3 separate regions of the Anser cygnoides genome follow, and all the other regions are linked to region 3. The links are chromatin contacts, called in public Hi-C maps. All regions are on one chromosome and are shown on one strand. Each heading gives the region's core, a stretch centred on a gene start, on an enhancer-like site or on the middle of the called end of the contact. The rest is flanking DNA. Distances are from core to core; before and after follow the strand shown. Region 1 overlaps LPP (LIM domain containing preferred translocation partner in lipoma). Region 2 overlaps LPP (LIM domain containing preferred translocation partner in lipoma). Region 3 holds the start of BCL6 (BCL6 transcription repressor).

Region 1 (4,418 bases), core at 1,183-3,682, 410 kb after region 3:
AGGTTTTCTAATGTTCAGACATGGATCTAAAGCTTAATTCAAACACTTCATCAGTCATCTGATCTAAAATGCAGGCTGGAGACTTCCCAGGAGCTGCATTATACACATTATTTCACAGGTCATCAACTGTGTAGGGGCTGCAAAGGGGAGGCTTAGAGCAGTACAAAACAATGAAAGATATTTCCAAAATGTTTGAAGCTTTAAAAATTTGCATTTGCATTGGGTCTCACCTTACATTGCTGCAATTTTGTGTTTTGGATGCTAGCTTCTGCAAACCGTAGCCTTTTACTGGGGTGAAAATCTCCCACACGGTTTCCTATGTCGGGGTATGAATAATAGGTTCCCCAATCTACCCATCACATCTGACTTTGTCAACATAAAAAAATTGCATCATTTTAGGTGCAAATGGAAACCAACTCAGATAAACCAGCATTGGCTTTCTGGGATTGATCATGTATATTCAAAACTGCCTGAAGTTGCCTACGTTGACATCAGTTAAAATCCGGCTTGGGCTAAACTGAAATGAGTGTCTCTACACATACCTCAGATCTAAATTTGGAGGTCTAGTGGTTTTCAGATGATTCTGTTATCACATGTAAACAAGTCCATAAGTTTTCCCTGCTGTCATACCAAAGCACTTAATGAGGATTAAATATACTTACCATCTTCACAGTGAACTGCCTTGTATGAAGGAAACCAGTAAAGAGTGCCCTCAAAGTTCAGAGCACAATGATAAAGAGCACCCTGAAAGTTCAGAGCACAACGATTTGTCAGCCTTCTCCGTATGGAGGTTACCGTGACTGGTTCGGGATGTTCAGGAGGTTTTTCAACGCTGAGTTTTTGGCAAACGCATATAATCCCTGCTGATGATAGTCTTTTCTAATGCCCGCTGAAGGACATTGGACTGGCAGGACTCACCATGACCTCTGGATATCGGATCGGTCCTTTCTGATTGGTTCTGCCCTATCACGAGGAGCGAAAGCTTTTGGGGTTTCAGTTTCCATCAGCGCAAAATTCTCAGGTCAAGAATTGTGTGAATAATTCAGGAGACAGGAATTGGTGCCCTTCATGCAAAAGTCAATTTAGCAAGAACCTTCCATCTTAGAAATGTGATAAGAGTAATACTTTGGACTCGTCTTCATAGATACTGATCAACATCAGAGCCTCTTCATAGAGGACTTCGGGTTGAATGTCAGGACAATCTGTACAGCTGGCAAAACTGGGATTTTATTTTGCCCTTCCAGTATCATGATAAACCTGGATCCTAACTGACATTCCCAATGTCTCCTATGTTAGTCAACAGGCCCTAGCCTCAAACAGAGCAGTCTTAAGGCCACTAAAGAGCTCGGCTTTATGTTTTCTTGTTTTGTTTTGTTTTGTTTTTTAATTCTTATTATTTTTAAGCCTTGCTAATTATGAATCAAAAGCTGTAGGATGTGTGAGGGTGACACATGCAATTGTGCAGATGGGTTTTCCACAGATTTTCTTTAAATAAAATAATTTTTATAAATATGTATCTCATATTTTGCACTAATTCAATGCCAGTGGAGGCCAGGCAAGAAAACTTCTGTCTCATTGTTGATCAAACTTTGAGAATGTGACGATCAGGTGAGAATAATGGTCTGTGGATACTTGATACCAAACTGCGCCATCATGGACTCCAGATATGCAGCATGTGCCACAGGGAGATCATTTTGAAAATACTTGGGAGAGTTTTCAGTATTACTTTCCATCTACCTCAGCCAGTAAAAGCAGGTCCCATGACCAGAGGATGAGCAGAATTGTAATTATTGCATGGTTACATGAGTATAAGTAATATGGTGTTACCGACATCGAGTGTTATTTTAAAAGGACTTTTGCTCTCAATACCAGTGTCCCATTTTAAGGATATGACATGTCTGGTCATCCTGAGTAGAAACAAGCGCTGCACATCCCCGCCAGAATGGGAGTGCCTCTCCGTCCCAGGTTGTAAAGCTCCTGTTACTTGTCCAAGAGAGTAAACAAATATTGGACCTTGCACCTGGTTGGAAAAGTCCCAGATTTTGGGGCAAAGAAGGAAACCTCTGTCCGGTAGGTTGGTTTAATGAGAAAAAACAGAGTTAGTTGATTCCAGCTGCTGAGAAATTTGGGATGATGGAATTCAGTGCAGGGTGTGGTAGATGGTCAGCGTACAGGTGAGGCGTTTTCCAGCGCCTGATGGATGTGATTTACGGCAAGGCTGCTGTCGACACGCAGACAGCGCATGTTTCAAAACAGCGAGGAAGCTTTGGGCTGGTGCCGGATTGTGAAAGGCAGGGTTTTAAAAGACCTTAAATAAATGAGGTGCCAGTTGAAATTTGGTGGGACATCTTCTCCTAATGCAGTCAGACACCTTTGAAAACTCCAAGCCTCAAAGCCGCGGGGAATATGAGAGCTATCATTTGTTCAGGACTCTGCTCTTTGTGGGATCCAGCCTTTCTCCACCTTTTTTTTTTTTTTCCTTTCTACTTTTGGCAGGGGGAAGACAGGTTCCCTCCCTGTTTCTTGTTTTTTGTCAGACGTTTTTCCCCAGGCAGGCATGCAGGAGGCATGCCAGGCTGGTAGGCTGGAGCATTGGCACGGGAAGCATCTCTGACTCAAAACTTTGCCATTACTCAGGCATTTTCACCTTCTCCACTGAACAGAACCTTTGGTAAAAATCTCTTCGTGCCACCACCCTCACGGTGATGCAGAGAGGCAGAGACAAGCCGCCGAATGCCGTCTGGAGCATAGCCAAGCTATGGAAGAGTGAATTGAGTCATTCATGCCCAGCAGCGGATGTGATTTTTGGCTGGATTCGAGTCTGGTGAACATACTGATGGCGCCCATCCTGGGCTTATGAAATGGGTTGGCTGGGCTGGGGGGATAGAAGCGGTTTGAAGTGCCCTTGCGCAACACAGAAACAGTTGGATGTGAAAGTCTTTGGGCAGTGGGACATGGTTTGTTCTGCCTTCGTTCAGCACCAAACACTGCAGGGCCTTGACCCATTGCTTGGGCTTCTGGGGACCGCTTTCATCATGAAAACTCCTTTGGGCATGCAATACAAGGCAACTTATTTTTTGACCTCGATGGAAAGGTTGCTTACCCATATCAGTTTGGGCCTTAACTACACTCTCAGTTCAGCTTTTAAGAAACCAAATGCTGTGGAGAATTTGATCTACAATTGAGGCACGCCTGCACTGAGCAGCGGCATGATCCCGGGGGCAGGCGGTCGCTGGTCCTCCCCACCTGGAGGAGTGGGTGGGCGAAGGTGCACCAACCGTTGCACAACGAACACGAGGCATCTGAAGAGGAGGCCGGCTCATCTGCCCTCCAGACCTGCTCGGTTTTGCAACTACCGCTTATGTTACGGGGTCGGGTGCAACAGCCCCTGAAACTACCCTCCGCTGCTCGACCAGCACGTCTGGTGTCCTGAGTCAGTGGGTGAGCAGCCTGGGACGGCGCGCGGAGAGACACCTGCGAGGGAGCCCAGACAGGCCGGGGAGAGCTCCCCCACCTAGTCCCTGGCTGGGACTTCTGCCACTGGCCCTCTCAATAATTGCGAGGTGCTTTTCCCAGCGAGGATCCTGAAATCTGGCGCAGAATTACAGAGTGAGCCTGGTGGGCTGGAGGATCACCCAGGAAAACCCTCCCTCCTCATCAGCCCAAGATGAGGGTGAAAGGAGGAGTGATTTCTGTCACCCATCCTGCCTTCCTTTTCCTGTGGGAGTTTCAGACAAATGTACGGCTTGTGTGCCGCCATATATTTGTCCTTTCCTCTGTCCAGGGAATGTGGCTTTGCAAGTGTGAATACAAAGGGAGCTGGCTCAGTGGCTGCCGCTATTAGGATCACCAGAACTGCCAAAATACCCTGTCTAATCCACAACTCTACCAGCAACAGTTTCCCTTGCTGAGGTCCCTCCCAGGAAAGGCAAAACCCCACAGTACCAGCTTTGGGATAAACTGCCCAGAGAAAGCTTTCCTGCCAGCCTCACAAGGAATTGGCTGATCCCCTCACCTTCACCTGTTACCCAGAAGTTAGTGAAGAGCTGCTGAGATTGTTCCCTGGGTGCCATGTAATGGTAAAGTCTCATTAAATAAAAAAATTTTTAAAAAGAGATCTCAGTGTTAGCGATATGTTCCAAGGAGAAGAGTCATCTTTGTTTTAAGAACTCTCATTTTCCTGTAGAAGTAAAATGAAGAAGAGCTTTCTCAGCTTTTGAAAGCATGGAAAGCCCCACTTTTTCACAACTTTAAAAGATTCTGCCCCGTTTTTATTTTGGGAAAAAGTAAAGAGGGAAATCAGAGATAGGTTTTTTTTAATGTCTCTTGCTTTTCTAATTTCCTATATGTTATTGGATGTCCCTGATGGAGAGGAATGATGGGCACAGAAAGATGGGGGATTTCTGTGAAAGTAAGAT
Region 2 (4,226 bases), core at 426-2,925, 300 kb after region 3:
TCCTCCGATGGCAGCCTAGTGGGAGAAAAGCAAGCCTTGGGGCTGCATCCCTGCAGTCCTGTGTGTCACCACGGGCAGGTGTACCCAGCAGACCCAGACCCCTGCCTTCAGTCTGCTCTCGTCTCCTTTTCCCCTTTCCTTTTCCCTCCATCCTCAGTTATATATATTGGGAACAGGCCTAAGCCAGTGGAAAAGTAGGATCTTGCAGGATCTCGTGTTGCAAGCTAAACCTGGGTCTGCTCTCTGATACCGGGCCACTTCAGTTCTGCGCCCCCTCCATTAAATGCATACACCGGAGCAGACGATCCCATTGCTGAGTGTGGGGCAGGTCTGAGGATCTGCTCCTGGGGCTCGCTGCAAGCCCTCCAGGTCTGCTCCACTGCTGGAAACTGATCTCCAGCAAAGCAGGCTCTTTACAGCAGAAATTCTCTCTGTATGGCAGAGGGTTTCGTGCCGCTGACAGCTCGTGAAAAATGTGCACTGTGGCTCCAGGTAAAGTTTTTTATACTAGGTGTTAAGTTGATGAGGGCAGCAGCAGATAGATATATGTTTAGTTTATTATCATTTCATGCATTACCGTTAGCAGACAGCTACAAGCTGCACAGATTATTACAGTTTAAGTTGGAGTTTATGGAGTAGCAGTTAAAATAATAATGCCCGGTTTTCATAGGCCTATTTATCTCTGGATCTCTGTTTGGACAGTGGAGCTGACCACTTAGGATCAGATCCAAAAAGGTACTTTAGTAGCTAACTTCCCTCTAGATGCCTACACTGGCTGAAATCAAAGGAGGAGTGGGCCATGAAATAACTTCGCAATAGATCTGGCATTTTCTTGTAATTTCTGTTTTCTCATCTAGATCACGTTCAGATTCACAGCAGGGCAGGAGAAAAGGGGAAGGAAATTTTGACTCTTTTCTTATTAACTGTAATGCTTTGGAAAAAAAAAAAAGAAAATAATAAAAGAAAAGGAAATGTTTATTTTAAAAAAGCAGCGTGTTGGAGCTGGGGGCCAGTTGTGTTGGGAAGTTCCCCTTCGGCTGAAGTCAGGCAGCGGAGGCAAGGGCTTGTTCCCAGAATGGTGGTGAGGGCGCGGCGATGGCGTGTTTGACAAATAAGGACATAAGCAAAGAGCTTTTTGCCACGTTGGCTTGTGCTCAGTTTAGAAGAAAAAAAAAAAAAAGGAGAAAAAAAAATCCTGGACGGGAAGAAAAATGAAATCACTGTTTGTCAAAGGGAAATAGATAGATCTGGGAGGGAGGGAGCTTTTTTTTTTTCTTTTCTTTTTGCCTTCTAGTCACAAAAAGGCATTCTGAAGGAAAGCAAACGTGAGCAACCCTTACAGAAAACCTCTCCAAGTGCCTGGTGTTGCTCCCAGCAGGACCCTTGCCGACGGCACTGGCCGTTGGTTCCTTCCTGGCCAGGCAGGGCTGCTTGGGATGAGACCCGTGCGGCGTGATGTGTAAAGCTGGTTCCCTACGCTGCTGCGTCCGATCCCGAGGGAGGCCGGACCCTGCAGGGGGCATCCTGCAGATTCCTTGGGGGAATTGGGGTGGCGGAGGGCTGGGGCTGTCCGGCAGAGGCTCACACGGTGCCTTGCAGCTTTCCAGCGCCCACGGGAGCTGTCGGGGCAGGAGCTGGGCGGCTGCGAGCAGCTGTGACCCCGAGCTGCAGACCCGCCAAGGGCCACCTCGGTAAAACACGCGTCTCCAAATCGCTGCTAATTGCCCACAGGTGCTGTGTCTGCGGCCCGGATCTGATTTTAATTTGGGACCCTAGCTGCTACCGTAGCACGGACGGTGCTCAGCCGGGAGATCACCTCTTTCCCAACAGCCCCCGGCCGTTATCAGCGTGTTTTATTGACAGGCCGCAAAGCACTTCACAAAAGGAATACCGGTCTCTCTCTGATAAGGAAGCTGAAGCAGGGAAAGTGATTTGCCTGGGTCACCAGGATGGCCAGCAGCAGGCTAAAAATAGTGCCCACATCTCCTGCATCCCAGAGCAATTGTTGGCTGCATCGCGCCGCCTCGGTGCTGTGAAAACGGCGACTTAATGAATAAACACCATCCGCTGCTGAGACCAGAAAGAACTTGGGATGTGGCAAAGGGGACGTGCAGAAGGGCTTGAGGATGGGGTTTAGAGTGAAGAAGCGATCAGATGTGCTGCCTGCATGGGGTGCAGCGTAAAGCAGAAGCCAAGGCACCAGTTCTCAGCACGTTCGGGTCGCAGAGCAGCCTGGCACCTGCCCTTGTATGAGCTGTAGGGATACACGGGGAATTCCTTTCACTGGGGGAGTTTAGGGAGGAGAAATAACAGAACGTGGTCTGAAGGCATACACGCCTTCCTCCGCCAGGCTGTTCAGAGGAGAGCTCTTCTCCAGGAGCCAGTCTTGGGAGCTCGTGGCAACGTGTGCCGGGTGCGAGCAGCCAGCCCCTGTCCTTGTGGCTTAGCATTTCGCTGCCTGCCGGCCCCTGGGCGAGTGCTGCTGCTGCCTCTGCCTCTTCCTGGGCTCCGACTCGCCCGCCACGGAGGAATTTGTGTATTTGTCGGTTTTGGGTGCGTGTGTTGAGGAACCACTGGGGAAGGAAGGGCGCGGGTTTTGCCAACAGGGGGTGCTGCCTTAAATAGCGCATCTCCGCAGCTGGGCTCTGCCGGAGTGCTGGCCTGCCTTGAAATCGCCTTCCTTTGAATGGCTGGAGGAGCCGAAAAGGCCAAAGAGAGCAGAAAGTGTGTTCAGCCTCCCTCTAGTGCTAGATTTTGTTAATCATTGGGATTATTGGCCTGGGTTTAGGTGCTCGCTGGCGAGGAGCATCCGTAGCGCCGCGCAGCTCTAGCTGACTGCCTCCCCGGGCTCAGGCGAGGAGCAGTCGCTCCCGGTGGCTCTGTAAATAAAATCTTGGTCTGTGTGTATGGCTTTCAGTTTGAGAGCCCGCTTTTACGGATTTCTGGGACTCTTAATGTGATTTATTAAAATCTGGGTGATAAGTAACAGCCTTTTATCTAAATTGAAGCCGTGTCCAACAGTATAAATAAATTACCTGGTAATGTTAACCCTCTTACTCAAACCTTGGCTTTGCAGGAATGCTTTTGATCTGTCTCCCTCCTTCTGCCGTCCTTGTGTGTTTGAGAAACGGGAACGGGCTGTGTTCTGAATTAGACTTGAACAAATAACATGTATGCTCTCTGCATGTGTAAATGCTCACCGGCTCCCTACAGGTCGATGTGTGTTTGTTCTGTTATAGAGGTCTCTGGGCACTAAGGTAAGAAAAATCGGTAATTCACAGTCTTTATGTTGATGAATATTTCGATGCATGGTATATGAAATTGCATATGTTTTTCTCATATACCTACACACATATATATATGCACGCAGACACACTATATATATATATACACACATACGTGTATATATATATATGAGCAATGCATAATGAGCAGGGATATAGAGCAGGCCTCCATGTTCTTGGGGAACAAGCAAGCACATTTTATCCCTGCTGCTTTTTTATCCTTTCTGTGGGTAGCATGACCAGTAAATCCAGGATCACAAGAGAAAAGGAACACTGAGCATGTCTTTCAGTCGGCTCTTGATGTAACCCATCTTATACGCATGTTTGTTTTACAATGCCAAACCACATTCTATTTTAAATCTTTAATGAACCTCTGTTCCCATCTATGTAACTTTCCAATCCTTACTCTCTTCAGAATAGACAAAGATGCTTATTATAAACCACAAATTTTACTGAAAGGGTGAACTGGAAAAGTTTTAATTGTACAGCGTAAGCCTGCCATTCATCTCTCTGCCTGGCTATTAATATCTTGGCAATGCTATAATGCAATACAGCCTTTAATAGCTAAACCTCTCGGCAAGGACTACAAAGGAAGCAAGGATCCAAACAGTTAACTGTTCTCATTATTTTCATCATGGTTATTACTATGTTATTTAATGTATTTGTTATGTTATTGTTTAATATAGTAACAGAGCAGGCAGGATGTGCCAGGACCTGTGCTGGTGCACACTCGTGCGTTCCCTGGGAGGAGGAGGGTTGTGACGGGGCTGTGAAACGCTTTCAGAGAAGGAACAGAAGCAGCTTTTGGTAATCTGCCATGCGACGGGTAATGAGGTGAGGGAGCAGAAGAAAGCAGCAGCTAATACAGATCACATGTAAATAAGGGCATGGGCCCATCTAAAAGGTTGTAATAGGAAACAGAAAGGTCAGAGAGACTGCTGA
Region 3 (4,412 bases), core at 1,083-3,582:
GCCTACCGAAGCCGGTGGAAAAAACTAACCGAGGCGGGCTTTGTTTTTGTTGGTTTTGACCCGTGATTTTAAGCCCCGACTTGCCTCTTTCCCTGGAAATGCAACAGGGGGTCAAAGGCAGCTTTTTAGGCACATCTGAGAGGCCGCCGCAGATTTATTTTTTTTTTTTTTCCTAAACAAACGCCCTGCTTTCTGTTTCCCTCCTTCCCAAGAGGCGATTTCATAACATTTCATACTGTGACTTTGCAAACTACGGGCGGGGGGGGGCCGGCTGGCGAGGCGGAGAGCTGGGGGGGGGGGGGAGAGAGAGAAGGGGGGGGGGGGACGGCCGGGAGAGGTCGCTGCCGCCCGACCACGAAAAGTTTTCACAACAAAGTTGGGCTTTTTCGGTTTTGTTTTCCTTTTTTTTTTTTTTTAAGGGGGGGGATTAAAAATAATAATAATAATAATAAAAATGAAACACGCGTCACCGAAAGAGCTTTCTCCCATCCCCCAAATGCTGTTTTTTTTTTTAATTTTTAAAAAAAATTTTTTTTTTTTGGGGGGGGTGGGGGTGGGGGGAGGTGCGGCGCGGGCCGGGCGCGGCGGTTGCGCGGGGTCTGCGCGCGATTTGCGCGGCTCGCTCCAGGAACAGCCGTGTGGCCGGGGGCCAGGCGCGCAGCTCCCGGCGGCAGATTTACGAGCTCCTGTCGCCGCGCCAAGTCCGCCGCGGTAGTAAACACACGGCAAAGGGCTGCCACGGGGAAAAGGGGGAGGGGGGGGACACACAACCGGGGGGGGGCTCCCCCGTACCCCGACAAGCGCACCCCATCGCCGAGCGGCCGGAGGACCCCCCCCCCCCAACCCCTTTCCCTCCTCCTCCCCGCTGTTTGCGGCGGCATCGCTGGAAGGAGAAAAAAAAAAATCGGAGCCCCCCCCCCCCCCGCGCGGTATTTTCAGAGCCACTTCTCCCCCTCCCCGCCGCCTCCCCGCGCGGGTGCCGCCGCCGTCGAGGCCGGCGCGGTTCCTTCCACCGAGCCCCGGGAAGGAGGGAGGGAGGCCGAGCCTCCCCGCCGCCTCTCCCGTCCCCCCCCCCCCGCCGCTTGCTTTTCCCCGGGCCGACAAAAACGCCGCAAAGTCCGCTCCGTCCCCGCCCGGCTCCTCGCCCCCCCCGGGGGGCTTTGACAGATCCCGGCGCGGCCCCGCCACAGGTTGCCAAAAGAAAAAAAAAAAAAGCCGGTAGGGAGCCGAAAGGGGAGTGGGGGGGGGACGCGGGGAAAAAGCCCCCCGCTCGTACTGCGGTAAAAAAAAAATCCTCCGAGAAGGGGGAAGGAAAAAAAAAAAATCACCCCGAGAGAGGGCCGAGCCGCCCGGTGCCGCGACACGGCGCACACGCGGGGACCGGGAGCGAGACAGCCACTAGAAGCAAAAGAACAAGAATAAAAAATAATAACAAATAAGATACATAAAATATAAGACACGCTGCCCGAGCTCCGGCCATCGAGAACCGACGCCGAAAGGAAATAAAATAAAATATAAAATAAAAACCCCGGAGCTCCCCGGCGGCCGCGCTCGCCGCCGTCCTGCGGCCGCCTGCAGGTGCAGGGGCACCGCGGGGCCCCCCCGGGGGACACGGGGATGGGGAGAGCAGCGCTCGGGGGGACAAAACCCCCCCGAGACCCCATGGGGACCACCGCGGGGGGACCTCCCCCCTCCGGGAGCCGGCCCCGTTAGGGCAGCCCGGGGCTGGGATTTTTTTTATTATTATTTTTTTCCCCCCCCTTTCCTTTTTTTTTTTTTTTTTTGATTTTTTTTTTTTTTTTTACTATTAAGGGTGCAAGGAGAGGGTTGGGGGTGTCCCCGCGTTAATTTAATAGGGAGCACGTTAATTTAGTATGGAGAGGGAATTATTATAATAATAAAAAAAAAAATAGGGGAAAAAAAAATTAAGGGGAGAATGGGATGGGGGGGGAATAGGGGATGGTAAAATAATTTTTTTTTTTTTTTTCGGTGGATTAAAAGTGCCGTCGGGGCACCTGCCGAGGGAAAAAGGAGGGGGGGGGAAAAAAACGGGTAAGAAATATATAGGGGCGGCTGGGCGCCAGAGCGGGGCAGGGAGGGAAAGAGGAGGGAGAGAGAGAGAGAGAGGAGGGAAGAGAGAGGAGGAAAAAAAAAAAAAAAAGAGAGAGAGAATTAAAGGGTAAAATCGGCCGCGGCAATAGAAGCAGCAATCACCTGGTCTCCGGGCTTTCCTAGAAACTCCTTGCATCACCACTTCTAAGAACCCCAGTTCTAAGAATCAACAGAGCCCAATTCTCGGAATTTGAGCTGCCGGCCCTACCACTGCGAGCGGCGCGGGGAGGGACGGGGACCTCCCCTACCGCCTCCTCGCCGCCGCCGCCGCCCCGCCGGGACGCCTCCCCCCGCCCGAACGCCCCCGACGGTGTCCCCGTGCCCCCGGCCGGTGTCCCGGTGGGGACGCGGCGGCGGCGAGGGTCCCGCTGCCCCCCGCTCCCCGCCGTGTTCCCCCCCCTCGCGGTGGTCTCGCCCGGCCGCGGGGGTCACGTGGCGGCGGGCGGCGGCGTGACGTGGGGGCGCGGCGGGGTGGCGGCGGGAGCGCGCGCGCGCGCGCCCGCCCGACCGGGCGCGGGGGAGCGCGCGCGCCGCGCGGACGCAAAGGGGGGTCCCGGGTGCGAGAGCGGGGACGGGGCTGAGCGCACGTGGACACCCCCCCCCCCCACCTCGCCTCCCCCCAAAAATATAATGCAGGGGGAAGGAGGGCGTGTGAAAAAATATATGTTTTTTTTTTTATAATAATTCCTTTTTTTTTCTTTTTTTTTTACTTTTTTCGTTTTTTCCTTGTTTTTTTCCCCTTTTTTCTTGTTTTTCCCTTTTTCCCCTTGTTTTTCCCTTTTTTCCTTGTTTTTTCCTTTTTCCCCCCTTTTTTCCTTTTCCTACCATTTTCTCCTTTTTCTCCTTTTTTCCCTTTTCTCCCTTTTTTCTCTTTTCCACCCTCTTTTCCCTTTTTCCCCTTTCCCCCTTTTTTCCATTTTCCCCCTTTTCCCCCCCTTTTTTCCTCCATTTCCCCCCTTTTTTCCTCCTTTTCCCCTTTTTTTCCCTTTCCCCTTTTTTCCCTTTTTTTCTCCTTTTCCCTTTTATCCCTTTTTTTTTTGGGGGGGGGCACCGCTTTCTCATTCCAACAATCAACCCTCCCCCCCTTTTAAAAAAAAAGAAAAAGCCAGGATCCTGCTGTGCTGCACTGGAATTTTGCATTTTTCATTATTTTTCCTTCCGTTGCCTCTTTTTTTTTTTTTTTTTGCTAATTTTTGACAAACACATCGACGCTCGGCTCACAGCCTCAGATGGGATTTACTCTTGGGGCCAGAAGCTTTTTCCTTAAAGCCCCCCTCACACCCCCATGCGCTTCTTTTTCCTTTTTTTTTTTTTTTTTTGCGTTTTTATTTTTTTGGCTTTGCTCCTTAACGCTGGGATTCTCGAGGAGGAGGAAAAAAAAAAAAAAAAAGAAAGGATGACGATGTAAATTTTTTTTTTTCCTTATTATTTTTTATTTTCAGACGCTTTCGCTCTTTTCCTTCCCAGGACGCCCGAGCGGTGGGTTAATTCTCTGTAGCTCTTGTGGTTCTTATTGCAGCCCAGCCTGTAAGTGTGCACATCCTCGCGTTCCTCCGCTGCTCCGCGAATCTCTGCTGGGGTGCAAAACGCCGTCGGCTCCTCCTGGCGAGCCCGGGCTGCCCGGGGTTTTTTCTCCGGGCGCTTTTTGCCCGCTCCTATTGCCGGGTGTACGGAGGGGAGGGCGAAGGCCTGCGCTGGCCCTTGCGGGAGGCGGTGGGAATAAGGCGAAGACTTCTGCAAACCCTTCTTCCAGTTGGGTTTTGCAGGGCAAGGACTGAGGGGGGTGGGAGGGGGCCGCCACCCGAGCGTTGCTCCGGTCCCGTATGTAAATGTATCGCCCTGTATGTAAATCTGTAGAGATTTATACCTCTCCAGCCTCGAGCCTTGCGTATTTATTTCGACCGACCGTGCCGGCGCTGGGGCCTGCGGCTTGGGTTTGTCTCGGGGGTGCATCAGCACATCGCCAGCCTGCTGTGCCGTTTGCCCCCGACACTTTTTCGGCTGCGTGCTGCCCAGCGTGGCCGAGCAGGGGGAGGGCGCGCTCCGGGCCGGGATGCCTTTCCCATTGCAATTAATAGAAATTTGTTTATGAGAATAACCACCACGGGTCACGGTGCCCTCGCTCCTCCGCTAATACAGTGGCTCGGAGCTACTGATTCAGTCGCCGCCGAGCCCCACCAAACGGGTGCCTTTGCTGGGAAGTTCCTGCGTGCCGGGTGCTGCCTTTATTTTGATTTTGCAGCCGGGCTCACGAGCTGAAATGCTCGGTGCCTGCTCTAAAGTCGGGGGGGGGGGTTGGG

Evidence for each region. Hi-C and Micro-C count contacts between places; a contact is called where the count stands out from the background.
Region 1: a Hi-C map of liver shows a contact between it and region 3, with 4 times the contacts expected there. The contact joins the enhancer-like site here to the promoter of BCL6 in region 3. A contact is called at or near these places in 2 of 7 Hi-C or Micro-C datasets (granulosa cells and liver).
Region 2: a Hi-C map of liver shows a contact between it and region 3, with 2.6 times the contacts expected there. The contact joins the enhancer-like site here to the promoter of BCL6 in region 3. A contact is called at or near these places in 3 of 7 Hi-C or Micro-C datasets (granulosa cells and liver).

Annotation. Positions count from the first base shown.
Region 1 is chr9:15,925,260-15,929,677 of Taihu_goose_T2T_genome, reverse strand. The region is part of intron 9 of LPP (LIM domain containing preferred translocation partner in lipoma); the gene reads left to right. Among named protein-coding and RNA genes, the nearest start is that of TP63, 220 kb to the right of the region's middle. Within about 2 kb of position 2,432, at least 1 of the 3 cell types and tissues checked has open chromatin away from gene starts, as enhancers often do. A contact at or near this core is called in liver, where this site is marked.
Region 2 is chr9:16,039,145-16,043,370 of Taihu_goose_T2T_genome, reverse strand. All of the region lies in intron 6 of LPP (LIM domain containing preferred translocation partner in lipoma), which reads left to right. Among named protein-coding and RNA genes, the nearest start is that of LPP, 150 kb to the left of the region's middle. Within about 2 kb of position 1,675, at least 2 of the 3 cell types and tissues checked have open chromatin away from gene starts, as enhancers often do. A contact at or near this core is called in liver, where this site is marked.
Region 3 is chr9:16,338,713-16,343,124 of Taihu_goose_T2T_genome, reverse strand. It overlaps BCL6 (BCL6 transcription repressor), which reads right to left and starts at 2,332. Exons shown (of 10, transcript XM_067002297.1): 1 at 2,215-2,332. LOC136791437 (a long non-coding RNA gene) reads left to right here. Exons shown (of 2, transcript XR_010833524.1): 2 at 1-181. It also overlaps the pseudogene LOC136791464.